Linked DNA regions of Sus scrofa: region 2 is linked to region 1. A link is a contact called in public HiChIP or PLAC-seq data. All regions are on one chromosome and are shown on one strand. Each heading gives the region's core, a stretch centred on a gene start, on an enhancer-like site or on the middle of the called end of the contact. The rest is flanking DNA. Distances are from core to core; before and after follow the strand shown.

Region 1 (4,768 bases), core at 1,581-4,080:
ACAGGTGTCTCTATCGTGGCACAGTGGAAACGAATCTGACTAGGAAACATGAGGTGGCAAATTTGATCCCTGGCCTCGCTCAGTGGGTTAAGGATCTGGTGTTGCCCTGAGCTTGGTGTAGGTCGCACATGCGGCTTGGATCTGGCACTGCTGTGGCTATGATGTAGGCCAGCAGCTGTAGCTCCCATTCAACTCCTAGCTTGGGAACCTCCACACGCCCCGGGCACCACCCTTAAAAAAAAAAAAGCAGTGGTGATAAATTTTGCTAGACGAATGCATCATTCTGCCCAGCCCCCTCACTTCCAGGGGAGGAAAAAAGAGGCCACAGAAGATCAAGAACGTTCCCAGTTCACCCAGAAAGGCAGCAGCAGGTCCCGGATCCTCCTCACCACCTTGGAGGTGCTTCCTAGGGCAGAAGGCTAGGCAGCACTGACCTTTGACAGGCCCCATGTGGCTCAGGTACTCGCAGTGGCTGCTCCACTGGTCCAGGGCGGTGAGGATGTGACCAGGGTCCCCAGGCAGGGAATGGGTGAGCACGTAGCTGAAGGCCCGCTCCTCAATCCGCAGCCCTGACAGGCAGTCTCGGAGGCTCCGGAGCAAGACAGTGCGTACCAGCAGTCGGAAATAGTGCCGGTACCTCACCAGCAGTGTCACCACCAGTGGCAGGAAGGCCAGCGCGATGGCGGGGGACATGGTCCCTACGTGGGCCCTGGGGTGGAGGGAGGAAGGTAGGAAAACCCGCAGTGCCATCTGCCTGTCATTTGTGCAGCCCTTCCAATAACAATCGCTACCCCTGTATTTTACACACCATGGCTCCGAAAGGCTGTCTTGTCCAGGGTCACACAGAAGAATTAGGATTCGAATCCAAGCTGGTTTGATTCCAAACCCGTGTAAGGACCCCGTGCCGTCCAGTTCAGCACCCAACCCCAAACCATCTCTTCCCACTTCTGGCCCCTGGTCCATCTTCACCTCACTCCCTCCACCCCTCTCCCCTCGCCCTCCTTCAAGACCCTCCACCAGCAACTCCAGAAGGTCTCCTCCCACCCTATCCACTGCCTGCGGGGTCTCTTCTGATCCATCACGGTTAGCAACAGAGCACAACTTTGTAGCCGGGAAGCCCTCCCCTGTCGCTGCTCTGCCTCAGTAAAAGTCAATCAAAACACTCCCTAGAGTGTCTGGATGAGGTATCCTCACCACCCGGGGACTCTCACTCTGTCAGCTCTTCCCTGGGGGTGGGAAGGGTCTGTTTCTTCCCCAGTCTTCTCTCCCCTCCTAGCACTTTCCTCCTCTGTTCTCTCTCTCTTCGCATTCACACTCACACACACAGCAACACAATTTCCCCTCATTCAACCTCTTCTCCCCTCCCCCATCTCTGGACCCCTGGGGGGGGGGGTAAGTGCCCTGTTTGCTACCAAAAGTGCCCTGGACCATCTGACCTTTTCAAGGCCACTGGTGGTGGGAACTAAAAGTAGGAGTGTATGAATGGGGTGAAATGGGTAGCTGGGCAATGGTGAGTCTGAACTGGTGTGCTTGGGAACCCACACACAAGGGCCCTGCTTACCTGGGCTGGAGGCTCCTGCTAGGGGAATATCAGCGCACAAGACAGGAGGGGGCAGTCCTCGGGGTGGGGAGGAACTCTGAGGCAGGCTGGACCTGCTCTCAATTATTGATGCTGAGGCTGCTGCTGTCACCTGAGAAGAGCAGGTCAAGTTACCAGCCCCAGGGACAAGCTGGAGCTGCCTCTTACCCTTCAGGAGCCTTCAAAGAACTTATAGAACTCCATGGTCTTGATTTGAAGGGTAACAGAGCTCCTGGGTTTGGGGATCTCTCCTTCAACCCCTTGGTTCAGGACAGAGTATGGTGTGAGCCAAGTTAATGGGAAGTTGTAATTTATTCATGAATTCCAAATTCTAAGCAAATGCTGAGGCTTAAGTCACCGAGAAGAGTCAGATCCTGCCCCCTGTCCCCGGGAACCCCACCTTTGGTAGAAGAGACTGACACAGGAACAGAGAACATAGTACAATGTGATCACTAGAACGCATGCTCTAACCACAGGGACTTCTGGCAGGCCCACACGGTGGGGGAGACAGCGTGCTAGGCCACGTGTGCAAAGTCCAGGAAGTCAACCAGGAAACAGTGTTTCCCCATGGTTGGTGAGACATTCACCCCATCCCTCCTCCACTGTCCCAGGCCTGGAGTGGGTGTCTGGCTCTGCAGAACCTTGCATGACAGACTTGGACTTGTCTTCAGAGTCCAAGGGAAGATGTGGCATGGTTCCAAGAAGAGCACTGATGATGTGCTTTGTGTGTTAGATTACTAGTACTGCTCTACAAAGGCAGCATTGAAGAGAAGTGCCCGACGGCCAGATCAGTGACACGGGCTGTATCTCCTCTCCCGGGATTGAGCTCCACTCTGCGTTGCTTGTGAAGGTATAAGTTTCCTTCTTCCAGTAAGTCTCGGACCCCCAGTCCACGTGGGAAGCCACACCCCACACCCCACGTTGGAAGTTACGCCGGGCAACCGGGGCCTATGGATGTGTAACCACATTGGGCGCTCTTTGAGCGTCGAGTCTGCATCCCCTCGCCCCTCCAATGGCATTCGGTATGAAATCGCCTAATGGCCCACAAAGGGAGCCTGGGGGCCCCCTCCCCGGACAACCCACGTCGCACAAGGAAGGGCCTCTCTCCCGGGCAGGGGAGGTCTCCAGCTGAGACCGCGAAGAGGCTGAAATCATGTGATTCACCCCTCCCGTTCCTGGCGTCACGTGTCTCACGGCCTGTCACGCGGGGACGCCTCCCCATTGGCTGGCAGTGATCACGCGCTGGGGGCGGGGCCGGATGCCGGGGTTCCGGCGGCAGCCGCGGCGAGCAGCAGCTCTGGAAAGGGGTTGGCGCGGGACTGTGGGTCTGTGCTGGATGCAGGCGCGGGTCATGTGACCGGAAGGGCTCCTGACGGACGCCGTCCCTGCTCGGCGCGGCCTGAGCGCCCGGCCCTACCCCCGCCATGGGGTGCTGCTACAGCAGCGAGAACGAGGACTCGGACCAGGTGCGGCCGCCGCGGGCGGGGCTCGGGAGCGAGGGCTGAGACCCCGGGGCACGGGGCCCAGAGAAAAGCCTGCGAAAGAGGGTCCGCCGGACTGTGGGGCTCCCCGAGTACGGAGGCCCGGAGGGGACAGCCTACAGAGGAGACGCCGGGCCGGGCTCCTACCCCCTTTAAAGCCCCAGTGCTGTCGGCACAGCCCCCGTGTTGGGGTGGCAGGCCGCCGCCTCTCCTGCTCGCCCCCGCCCGTTCCATTTGCCCCTACCTTGAGACCTTTACAACTTCAGGGATCCTCAGCCTAGGTCCCGGGGAAGCGCTCTCTTCCCAGGTTCCTGTGCCCGCTTCGTGTTTGTATTAGCGAGCTTTGTGAATCCGTTGTAGAGGTGGGTAAGCCGAGGCGCTAAGTCAGATTGAGCTGATGTGAGTCAGGAATCGTGTATAGACTCTGAATCCCTGGAGTTGAAGAAGGAAGGTCACTGCTAATCTGAGAGCAGAGAAGGCCTCTGGAAATTGGTGTCGTTTGAGTTGGTCAGTGAAGGGTTTAATAGACACGGTGAGGACTTGGGGGGGCGCGGCGTGTGGGAAGTTGGAAAGCCACAGATCACGTTTAGCTTCGGCTATGCTGAGGCTCGGGGAAGAGAGGTAGGACAGGGAACTCCGTTTGGCCTCCCTCAGTGCAGCCCCTGCCTGGAGCCTGAAGGCTCCTCTAGGTAGAGGGGGGCTTGTCCTGGGGAGTTGGGTGTAGATCTGGTTCCCTTGGCAGAAAGGATTAGGCTGGGAGGCACGTACAGTTTTAAATGCTCCCTCTTCCCCTTGGTGTATTCTCTCCTCTCACTTCTTGCCACACTTTAAACCCTGCCCTGCCTGACCTCCTTTGAGGAGGGGCAGACCTTTTCAAGGATGAAGTCTCACGTTGTTGGCCCCTTGCTTTTTTGTGGCCTCTAAGCCTGGAGTCTCCATTTCAACAGACCCAGAAACAGCAGGAAGGTTTCAGCAAGTGGAGTAGATGGTCACAGAAATGGATTACATCACTGGTACATGGGAAGTAGGTCCTTCTTCAGTGATTCACATGAACCTATTTGGGGTCAAGGACTTAAGCTTGGGAAACCACCATTTGTATGGGAGGCATGGGTGGCTCCTGGGCCTCATTAAGTCTCCGGACACCCCGTGGACGTACGCTCATGTTTCTGTGCCTGTGCTAGGTGTGCCTCAGGGCTGTGCCTCACAACTCACTGCAGGCAGCCTGTTAGGAATAGGAGACAGTGGCCCAGTCTACTGGGAAAACTGTGGCCTAATGGGAAATTGGCTCTTCAAGCATAGTGTGGACTCTTGCAGGGAATGAGTCAAAGGTTAGTGCTTTATGAGAAACCAGCTTCTAGTGGCAGCTGATGCTCTCCTGGTTCTCCCCCTCCCCTGATGGGCTTTCACTGCTGTTTCTAATTCCCAGAGATGGTGCTTGATCAGTCCTGGGCGATTTGAGGCCTCATGTGGCAAAGGTTTGCTTGCCTGGTCTGCAAGCCGTCACCATTCACTGTCCCCTCTTTCAGGTCTTGGGCAGGCCCCTTTCCTACTCTCATTTCTGCATCTTTGTTACAATAATAAAAAGAAATAACACGTTACAGTTTTCAAAGGCCTTTTACGATGCTCTCACTTGACTCTCTCCGAACCTCTGTCATCAGGTCATGTCTATTTGAAAGTGGAAAAAAAAAAGTTCAGACGGGCTGAGTGA
Region 2 (4,768 bases), core at 1,302-3,801, 280 kb before region 1:
CGCAGCAAGATCATCTGTGCCTTTTCGGGAGTTTGCCGTCTGCTGGAGAATTGTAATTAGGACACAGGAAAGTTAAGGCTTTGTAGACGAGGTGGCCTTTGTCTGGGCCTGGAGGTGGCTGGATTTGGATACGGGGAGCTGGGTTGCAAGACCTTCCGGGCAGCGGGAGGCATAGGAGCTGGAGCTCTGTAATCAATCGGGAGAGTAGCTCAGTCCTGACGCCTTGCGAGGGCTGTGGGGGGCCGCGGTTCCGAGGGAAGCCCCCTGCGGCGCCTCCCTTCGGCTCCTGCTCTGCCCCCGAGGACGTCACAGCTGCCCTTTCCCATTCAGACTTTGAAATACTGAGACAGCTCCAAGCCCCAGAAGCCTTGGTTCCCTCAACCGCGGGTTCAGGTCTCCTCCGCATCACTTTCGAATGAAGCGGCCGAAGGTTTTGGGCGGCCCTCTGAATTCCAGAGTGGCCTGACGGAGACTGAGGAGCAGGGCGGCGACCCCGTTTTGGAGACCCCACGCGTCTGCGGACGTGGCCTGAGCCTGCCTGGCTTTCTTGGAGCTGCCTTACGCGCCGGGGTTCTGCTCGGCCTGCCGTCGGCCCCGTCTGGCGGGAACCAGGGCTTGGTGCACCGACCTCCTCTTCCCGTTTGTCTGCCGGGATCGTGTTAGTCCAAAGGCAAGAGCCCCTTGAAGTGTCATGTTACCGAGCGACCGTGAAAGGGCGGTGATGGTGAGAGAGCGTCGTGCAGAGGAGGGGGCTTTGGGCCTCTCTTGGCTTCCGTCTGGGGGGGGGGTCTCTTCAGGGAGAAGGTTTTGGAAGGCAGAGCTGGTCAGAGCATCGCCGGCCCTCACGGAACCGCCTGTTCCCCTGAGGCCTCTCCTTCCCCGTCACTTTCTGTCAGCTGCTTAGGCCCTCGGATACTCGCGCTGGTTAGTCCCCTCAGTTACTTCAGTTACTTATGCTGGTTAGCTGGTTAGTCCCGTCAGTTACCAGTGCTGGTAGGCCCATCAGTTACCAGTTCTGGTTAGCCCTGTCAGATACTTGTGCTGGTTAGTCCTGTCAGTTACCTGTGCTGGATTAGTCCCATCAGATACTTCTGCTGGTTAGTCCCGTCAGTGACTTGTGTTGGGTAGTCCTGTCGGTGACTCGTGCTGGTTAGCCCTGTTAGTTACCTGTGCTGGTTAGCCCCATCAGTTAGTTGTGCTGTGCTGGTTAGCCCCCTCAGTTACTTCAGTTACTTGTGCTAGTTAGCTCTGTCCGTTACCTGTGCTGGTTAGCCCCCTCAGTTACTTCAGTTACTTGTGCTGGTTAGCTGGTTAGTCCCGTCAGTTACCAGTGCTGGTAGGCCCATCAGTTACCAGTTCTGGTTAGCCCTGTCAGATACTTGTGCTGGTTAGTCCTGTCAGTTACCTGTGCTGGTTAGTCCCATCAGTTACTTCAGTTACTTGTGCTGGTTAGCCCTATCCGTTACCTGTGCTGGTTAGTCCTGTCAGTTACCTGTGCCGGTAGGCCCATCAGTTACCAATGCTGGTTAGCTCCGTCAGATGCTTGTGGTGGTTAGTCTTGTCAGTTACCTGTGCCGGTTAGCCCCGTCAGTTAAACTGTGCTAGTTAGTCCTGTCAGTTACCTGTGCTGGTTAGTCGCATCAGATACTTGTTCTGGTTAGCCCCGTCAGATACTTCAGTTAGTTGTGCTGGTTAGCCCTGTCTGTTGCCTGTGCTGGTTAGTCCCATTAGTTACCAGTGCAGTTAGTTCCGTCAGATGCTTGTGCTGGTTAGTCTTGTCAGTTACCTGTGCCGGTTAGCCCTGTCAGTTAAACTGTGCTAGTTAGTCCCATCAGATACCTGTGCTGGTGCCAGGCTACATGTGGGGCAAAGGGAAGAAGCTGGGCCCTGTGCCCTGGGAGGCAGTGGCTTCAGTGTAGAGAGCCCGGGCTCCTGTCCTAGGCTGCCCCTTGTGGACCGTGCCATCTTCGGCAGGGCGGTTTCATCTCTGTGTGACTCAGGCCCCTTCTCTAATCACAGGATCGGGGAGACTGTAAACGTCAGGTGCCTGAGGCATGGTAGGTTGCTCAGAAACGGGAGTTTTGAATTCCACCACGAAGAGTTTTGTGGGACCTGAGGAGCCCAGCCTGCTGTGTGCTCCCCACCCCGCCAGACAGCTCTCAGAGCACCCGGGATCCTCGGAGCACTTCTCTGTGTCCCTCCCTGCTTGTCCCATTTCCCCACCCCCGACTCAGTCTAGGAGCTCCCTGTGGGCAAGATCCGCGTCTGATTCCTCTGACCCTCGGTGCCCAGCACGGAGACTGACTTGGAGAACAAAGCTGAAGTAATCCCGGCGCGTCTTGCCCTCCCGTCTCGAGGGCCGGGTGTGGTGGCTGGCTTTGCACAGTCCCTTCTGCACCGACAGTCTCACAGTGCTCTGGGACTTGGCAGTGGTGGCTCAAGGGCCAGCCCTGTTTAAGAAATTCAAGCCGCTTCTGTGTCTCACCACTGTAGTGTGGCAAGCTTCCTGGCAACCCGCCACTGCCCCACTGCCCTCTGCTGCTGCCTAGACAACCTGCCCTGATGCCAGTAGGTGGCGCTCATGGCCCTTTCCCACAGTTCAGCTGCCTGGACAGACCTTGCCTTCCTGTCACCACATCTCAAAGTGCCTAGAGCCCTGAGCAAGGGTACAAGGGAAGGGTGCCCTGGACCGCGCCCTCCCCTTCCTGGCCCTGTATTGCTGGGGTTTGTGTTTTATTGCGTCCCAGCCACAGCACACACTGCTTGGGGAAGTGGAGATGTTTCCTCTGCAAGATCCCGGGAGTTTCTTAGGGCGGTCTGTGCTTCTGCCCATCCTTTCGGGCATGGCTCGTGCCTCTGCCTCCAAGAAGTCATCCCCATGGCACTTGCTCTGACCTGCACCTTGCCAGGTGTGTGGCTATCCCGCGAACACCCTGGAAGGCAAGGGCCCTGAGAATTGATCAGGTATCCTGCCTGCCCAGAGTCCTGTAATAACCAGCCTCATGGAAAGAGAGAGGAACGACTAGTTTGTGGAATGAATAGTTGAATGATAGGAAGTGGTTCCTCAAAAAGTTGTTATCCAAACTGCAGAGTAATCTGTAAACTAACCTTACTCTGCAGAAAAGTCAGTGTCACGAATATCAAAGACAGCCTGAGAACCTATTCTAGATAAAAAGAAACTGGAGTTCCCATCGTGACTCAGTGGTTAGCAAACCTGCCTAGCATTCATGAGGATGTGGGTTCGATCCCTGGCTTCGCTCACTGGGTTAAGGATCCAGCGTTGCCGTGAGCTGTGGTGCAGGTCACAGACACGGCTTGGATCTGGCTGTGGCTGTGGCGTGGGCCGTCAGCTGGAGCTCTGATTGGGCCCCCTAGCCTGGGAACCTCCATATGCCGCGGGTGTGGCCCTAAAAAGACAAAAGACCAGAAAAATTAAAAAATAAAAATAAGATCTCTATAGGAAAAATGTATGTTTTAAAAAATAATAATAATCTCTTTTTAAGTGTGCCAAGTTCTTGCTAGAAACTAAGATAGGACAAAGAGTGGTCCCCCCAGCATTGGCTTTTATTCTGTTTAATCCAGCAGTGTTCACTGAGGTTCTGCTACAGCCCCTCCACTCTGTGCCTTTGTACACAGAGAACAGAGGGAACGCTGAGAGCTAACGCCTGGAAAATGTAAGCGCTTTCGCATTATTGCCCCCGGTCCTCTGAGCGCCCTCACGGCGTAGGTCTGGCAGCCTGACAGGGCGGGAGCGCTGAGGTTCAGAGAGGTGAGCAGGACCTGCCCGCAGTCACGCAGCCTAGAAGAGACGGGTGCAGGCTTACATCCAGATCGGTCTGTCCCAGGGCTGTCGCTTTCCGAGTCTCCATATCTGTCTGTGTGAGACAAAGGATTGGACAGACTGATCTCAGCAGATCCTTCTTTACGTCTGGAAATTTTAAAACTTTTTGTTATGGCAGGAAGTGACTGGTTATAAAGCAAGCAGGCCCATCACACAGGGCATCTCATTTGCTGTTGGTCCTTCTCCCTGGCTGTCCACTCGCTGCCCTTTGGAGTCTGTGTGTGGCAGTGCCAGGAAGGGCCCCTTCACGGGGCGAGGGCACCTGGGGAGGTGCCTTGGGGCAGGGCCTGAGCCAAGCCTGGAAGGAGGCGCTCTGTTCCAGTCGTGAAAGCAGATGATGCCAGAGAGCCCCGGCGTCTGAGTGGAGCGTGGCGTGGGGTCTGCCCGAAGTCGCCCAGGCTGGGCTCCAAGAGCTTGTCCTCCCTTGCCCCTGCCCCCCAGCCCAGGCTGACCGGGTAGATAAGGCACAGATGGAGGCTGTGTGTGGATTCTAGCCCCAGGCGCCCTGCCTCTGCTCAGACGGCAGGGCCTGGTGCTGTTATTACTGTAAACAGGACCTTCTGCAAGGCTCCAGCCAGGGCCCTGTTGCCCAGATAGCGATCGTGATTGAGTCTGCATGGCTCACTGCTTCCAGGCCGCTGGTGCAGGTGGGACGGAGCTCCCCACCCGGCAGCCCCCTCCCCAGCTGCAGCTGAGGGCAGCTCAAGTGAAGGATCCGGAAATCAGGGGGAACAATGCAGGACTGAAGGTCACGGGCCGCTTTGTATTGATTGGGCCTAAAGGAGGAGGCAGAAAAATCAAGTGGTGCCTCCCCCCCACCCCCGAGCGGAAGGCGGGTCAAACAGACTCACTCAAACTGTTCCCGGAGCCCCGTCGGAAACCCCTCGCTCCTAAAACGTCTAACCCGAGCAGTCGTCTTTTCCTCGG

What was found. HiChIP or PLAC-seq counts read pairs in DNA pulled down with a chosen protein or histone mark.
Region 2: an H3K27ac HiChIP or PLAC-seq map of alveolar macrophages shows a contact between it and region 1. The contact joins the enhancer-like site here to the promoter of LAMTOR1 in region 1. A contact is called at or near these places in 1 of 5 promoter capture datasets (liver), 9 of 47 Hi-C or Micro-C datasets (brain, embryonic fibroblasts, epiblast stem cells and 6 more) and 2 of 2 datasets of contacts at active chromatin or transcription factors (alveolar macrophages and skeletal muscle).

The regions. Positions count from the first base shown.
Region 1 is chr9:6,678,129-6,682,896 of Sscrofa11.1, reverse strand. LAMTOR1 (ragulator complex protein LAMTOR1) reads left to right here and starts at 2,830. Exons shown (of 5, transcript XM_003129591.3): 1 at 2,830-3,045. The coding sequence starts at 3,004.
Region 2 is chr9:6,958,309-6,963,076 of Sscrofa11.1, reverse strand. The region is part of intron 3 of CLPB (caseinolytic peptidase B protein homolog); the gene reads left to right. Among named protein-coding and RNA genes, the nearest start is that of PHOX2A, 130 kb to the right of the region's middle. Within about 2 kb of position 2,551, at least 13 of the 83 cell types and tissues checked have an H3K27ac peak or open chromatin away from gene starts, as enhancers often do. A contact at or near this core is called in alveolar macrophages, where this site is marked.